2 separate regions of the Muntiacus reevesi genome follow, and region 1 is linked to region 2. A link is a contact called in public Hi-C data. All regions are on one chromosome and are shown on one strand. Each heading gives the region's core, a stretch centred on a gene start, on an enhancer-like site or on the middle of the called end of the contact. The rest is flanking DNA. Distances are from core to core; before and after follow the strand shown. Region 1 holds the start of TMEM17 (transmembrane protein 17). Region 2 holds the start of EHBP1 (EH domain binding protein 1).

Region 1 (2,830 bases), core at 204-2,703, 170 kb before region 2:
AGCAAGTGAGCTAAAAATGGCTTTTTCAGATTTTTAAATGGTTGGGGGAAGTATCAGTAGTATTTTGTTACACCGAAAATCATGCAATTTCAACTTTAGTGTCCATAAATAAAGTTTTATTGGAACACTGCCATGTCTATTCCATTATCATTATCTATAACTGCCACAGAGACCTATGGCCTGGACGGTATTAAGTATTTACTATCCGGCCCTTTACAGAAAACCCCTGATACTTTACATCATCAGATTTTAGCGCCTGTTAAGCCCTGGCTTTATAATCAGAAACGTAATAACCTAATTTTTCACATTATGTTTTTCTCTGTACATCCTAAATCGTAACTAGCCTTAAACTGGGAGGACAGGCAAGTGGTTAGGGTAAAAAATTGAAACGGTGGGAAATGACTTTTCTCTGTTCCCTTTGAAAAAATCCCTGAACCAAGCAAGAGGAAAAGATTTCTATTTCCCAGCACAGTTCAGTGATAAAAGATGCGTGAGTGTGGTTGACAGTATGTTGTCTATCATCATTATTTTAAGAGGGTTAAACTGTTTTGCAGAAAACTGCGTTGTCACTTGTCACATCAAATGCAGCATCGTGGTATTTTGTTACTTGATTTGGGTCAAGAGTTATATATATACAGGGGAGGGGAAGGAGAAAGTGGGGAGACGGCGAGTTTTGTTAAAGGCGCCGCTAGTGTGGCAGCTGCCATTCCGGATTGGAGAACGTTTAAAATAACTCATTAAAAAAAAAAAAAAAAAAAAAACACCTTCTATGTTTTCTGCCAGAAAATGGACTTGTGGCAAGTACCTGTTCTGCTAGGAAAGAAGAAAAGGAAAAGATATTTTACCGGGGTGCGGGGGGGAGGGGGGAGGAGTGGAAGGGGAGATTGCGTGGGCTCTTTTCACTCCATTCAGGGCAGAAAAGCCAGGGCGGAGGCCGTAGAGGAAAAGCAAAGAAGTCGGCCTTCTCAGCCTTCTCGGACGCAAGGCACCGGACGCGGGTTGCGAAGGTGGCTTTATATTATTTATTTTTTGAAGAATGCCAGCGCCACCTCAGCCGCCCCTCTTGCAACTGGCCGGTTAGGTTGCAGCATAATCAGCCCGGGACCAGCTCGTATCAGAGTCCGTGTATCTGGTCCCGGTCCCAGCCAGCGGCCCGGCCCCTCCTCCAGGGCGTTTCCCGCACTGCGGAGAACCAGCTGAAGGCCAAACCGCCATCTTAGGTTTGGGCAAAATTTGGCCATTCCAAACCCCGCGCCAGGTCCTCCGCGGGCCACACGCCCTGCGCTGGGCCTCGGCCACTCACCCGGACCCTCGTTATACTCCGGACCGGTCCGGTTGGAGTCGCTGAACACGGTCCGGCTGAAGTTTCCCAGCCGCTGGCGGACCGGATCCGGCAGCTCCATGCCGGGGGCTCGGTACCGCTCACTGCTAGGTCTCCGGGCGCTGCAGTGCTCAGCTGTTCCCACGGCAACCGAGAGGCGGGTGGCGCTGGGGCTCCGGCGCAGGCGCGGATGCACTGCGGGGCCGAGGCGCAGGGACCCCTGGAACTGAAAGGAATGAGGGGGACACATTCCTGTGGAGCGCGTCAGATGGGTGCAAATCGCAGATTCCTTAGTCTTGTTTTAAGTTCCACCCTTTTAACAACGAATCATTATAAGCAACCTGGGGTTGGATCTTGATATATGAGCTCTAACACCTTGTCAATGCAACCTGTTTGGAAGGAAATACAGAATGAATGCAGAGCTTAGAGAATATTCATGACCCAGTAGCTTATATGTATGTGTATATACACGTACTCTTTTCTAGGAATATATGTTGTTATGTAGTAGGGATATTTTATATATACACATGCCATATATATACGTACTTATATATTCACACATACTGTCTTCTAGGAATATATTATATATTAGGAATATTTTATATATACACACCATGAAAGTGAAAGTCGCTCAGTCGTGTCTGATTCTTTGTGACCCCATGGATTATACAGTCCATGGAATTCTCTAGGCCAGAATACTGGAATGGGTAGCCTTTCCCTTCTCCAGGGGATCTTCCCAACCCATGGATCGAACCCAGGTCTCCCACATTGCAGACAGATTTTTTATCAGCTGAGCCACCAGAGAAGCCCTTACACACCATATATATATATTTATATTTGATGCACTACATTGCAACAATTTGAAAACATGCTTGCAACGAATGTTTGATTATCGGATTAACTTTCAGTAAAAATTAAAAAATTAGATGTAGAACTAAGTGGGAGTGAATCTAATTTAATAAAATGTGTGTGTGTGTGTGGGTGTAAATATGTGGGGAGTAAAGAGGGGAAGGAGATCCACAAGCACTGTGACTTCAGAAAAAGACTAGAAGGAAATAATCAAAATGTTAATAGTAATTTCTAGGTAGTAGATTGTGGGTGATTTGAAAATTTTAAAACATTTATGTATTTTTCAACTTTCTCTCAATAAGATGTATTTTTTTTTAAGAAAAACTATTTAGGTATAATACATATACAGAAAAGGGCATAAGCTGAATATAGGTAACCAGAACCCAGATTAAGAAACAGAACCTTACCCACACCCAAGGAGCTCCCCCTGCCTATTCCACCATAGTTACTAACCCTCCACTACTTACAGACCTTTCCTGACTTCTTGAGCATAGAAGATTTTTGCCTATTTTTATTCTTTACATAAAACTAATCATATAATTGCTTTTTAAAAAACTAACTCTTTGCCTTCAAAATTATTCTTATGAAAGTCCTTCATATTGTGAAGTATAGATTCTTTTTCCTTGTGGTATGACCATACCACAATGTTTATCCCTTCTA
Region 2 (2,909 bases), core at 348-2,847:
ACTGCCCTCCTTCCTGACCTTAAAAGAATCCTTCCCTAGATGGTAACACCTTTCAAGCTATTTTGTCCGCACATCCTGCTCTCTATCCTTAGTAAGATTAAGAATGTGCTCTAATTATTTCCAGGACTCATCTTGCTTGTTTTCTTTTCATAAGTTAGTTTCCCTCTTTTTCTCAATTGACCCATTGCTTCTAGGGTGCTGCTACTTCTCTGACCATTCCCTCCTGTCTCCTTCCCACCTAACTTCTTCCTCAAATGCTGAGATTCCCCCCCAAAGTTCATTCTTTGTCTTCTTTCTCTAAACCGGAGGTCTGTGGAGTACCTAAAATTGAAAGCAAATATTTGTCTTAGGATAGGATCTATTTCTCCTCGGTAAAATATCTATACCTTTCATCACCGTTCTCAAAAGGGTCCTTGGCTCCTTTAACAAGGTTAAATGCCCCTGCCCTGACACTCTTCTTAGGTTATTTCATCCTCTCCTTTGCCCATAACCACTCTTTTTATATGCTAACCCTCCGAAACTCATCTATAAGAGAGAGAGAAAAAGATCGATAGCGAAGAGGAGAAACTAGGATTCATAAAAACGTTTAAGAATTATAACAAGAAGAAATCGCAGTATAAACATTTTATGTCCCTGGTGGCTCAGTGGGTAAAGCGTCTCCCTGCAATGCGGGAGACCCGGGTTTGATCCCTGGGTCGGGAAGATCCCCTGGAAAAGGAAATGGCAACCCACTCCAGTATTCTTGCCTGGAGGAGAATCCCATGGACGGAGGAGCCTGGTAGGCTACAGTCTACGGTGTCGCAAAGAGTCGGACACGACTGAGCTACTTCACTTTTGGTTATTGAATCTGGTTCATTAAGGACTACCAGATCTAATGTTTGGTAGGGGCTTGGCTAGGTCATTACAGTTGGTCAGAGGAAAAATCCCAGGAGGTTAAACCAAGGCTCTGTGCGCAAACACCCTAGCAGCGAGTGGCAGAGAGGGCACACCCAACTCCTAGGGTGGGGATAGGAGAGAAGAGGAGAGAAAACCACAGCAGCTCCACAGCTCACAGCTGCAGAGAAGCCAGTCCCGGGCTCTGCTCTGACTCCAGCTATAAACCCCGCCCAGCACCTTTGACCGACATCCACCTTCAGCAACCACCTTCCAGATCACTATAAACACTCTTCCCTCCTCCCACCTAGCTCTTCCCTCTTGAAGCCAATCAGAGGAATGGGAGGGATTGTCCGTAGAGGGTTCCAATTTTTTTTTTTTTTTTTTTTTAAAGAAGGGTAGATTGTACGCCGCGTTCCGCCTGGCGGAAAAACACCTCCAGAACTAGGGGAGGGTGGAGCTCTGTGATGGGCATCCTGCTCGGCCAATGAGGCGCCCCTGCCCCTCAAAGGCCCGGTCGCCGAGGTGGGCGGGGCAAGCGCCGGGCCCAGCCAATGGCGGCGGGGCGGACGGAGGTTGAGCCGCCGTGGGTAGGGTTAGTGTGAGAGGTGCGGCGGGGGAGGTAATGATGATGGTGGCGGAGGAGAAAGGCGGGGGAGGGGGTGCTGGGCGCTGAGCGGCGGCTCTGGCAGGGTTTTGTAGGGTGGGGGACGGTCGCGGGGCTACTGCGTCCGGGAGGGGGCGGGCGTGAGGCGCGCTGTCCGCCTGAGGGGCTGCAGACCCCGGCTCCCGGGAGCGCCGCTGCTGGCTCGGCTGTTCCATGTGGCTCCGGCGGGGATGGAGGACTCGGTGGCGGCGGCGGCGGCTTCTGCTGCGGCGGCGACGGAGGAGCGGCGCTGAGGAGGGAACCGGGCCAGACTCAGCCCGACAGCGGGATTAGAGGTGTGAGGAGGGGGCGGGAGTGGACGTGCTGCGGGGCCGGGACTCGGGTACCGGGCTGGGGTCTGCTGGCATCGCCTGGGTGACAGAGACTGCGGGCGAGCCACCGCCTGCCTCCGCTGGGGGCAGGGGTCTGGGCTGTGTGCGGGAGGAGAGGAGGCTCCGGCGGACTCTTCCCTGGGGATGGGGGAGGGAGGCACCGCACCCCGCACCGTGCACTTGCCCCTTTGGTCATTGCTTCACGCCCAGGCAGGAGTTTCCATTTCCCTCCGGTTGGCAGCGAAGGTGAATGAGAGCCCAAGTGGCCTGGAGCCGGGACACTGCCCTGTCTCTGTCTTGAGATTTCCCTCCACTCCTCTTTTCCCATCCATTTCCCCCTCCGACTCAGCAGCAGCATTCGTCCCCGCTCCTTAATTTGCTCCACGCACTTATTTTAGGACTTAGAGCTATTAATTATCACCTGAAAAATAAAGTTTATTTAAAAATATTCCACTCCTTCCTCTGACTGGCGGTGGACATTGAGCAGCATCTCTAGACTTTCCCGCTCTGCTCTCCCTTCTGTGATGCTAGGAGGAGGAGGTAGGGCCCCGGCTTTCGCCTCTCAATTGTTGATGCTGATTACCTGATGTGTTGCTCCACGTCTGTGGTGTGAGTTGCAATTTCTTCCTTGGTGTCTTGCATCCTTGACGTTACTGGCTTTTGAGGTTAGTGTTTTGTTTCATTGTTTGAAAAACATGCTGGAGAACTGGGGTCGTCTGTTGCAGTGTTATCTGACGTGGGTGGTTAGTCACTTCTTATGCTTCTCTTCTCATATTTTTTCTCTTTGTTTTGCTTTTCAGTCCTCCAGAATACATATCATATAGACCCGAGGTGGAATGGTGATGTCTCCATGAGGGAACCTCCTCTCACTCATCCTGTCATGTGTGTGATACTCTTCTTGACTGGGCCATTCATCTAGGATGGGATTTACCCTGTGAAACAGGGAGAAGACTTTATGGACCCCAAACATCATTTTAAGTTGTAGTTGAGTTTTTTAAAGTACACACATACATGCAAAGCTCCTTTGCTTTGGACCTTCTGCTTTGTTAAAGCTGCTG

The links. Hi-C and Micro-C count contacts between places; a contact is called where the count stands out from the background.
Region 1: a Hi-C map of muscle shows a contact between it and region 2, with 2.9 times the contacts expected there. The contact joins the promoter of TMEM17 here to the promoter of EHBP1 in region 2. A contact is called at or near these places in 2 of 3 Hi-C or Micro-C datasets (blood and muscle).

Annotation. Positions count from the first base shown.
Region 1 is chr3:43,764,269-43,767,098 of mMunRee1.1, reverse strand. TMEM17 (transmembrane protein 17) reads right to left here and starts at 1,453. Exons shown (of 4, transcript XM_065927260.1): 1 at 1,304-1,453. The coding sequence starts at 1,403.
Region 2 is chr3:43,598,324-43,601,232 of mMunRee1.1, reverse strand. EHBP1 (EH domain binding protein 1) reads left to right here and starts at 1,597. Exons shown (of 22, transcript XR_010662331.1): 1 at 1,597-1,815; 2 at 2,652-2,909.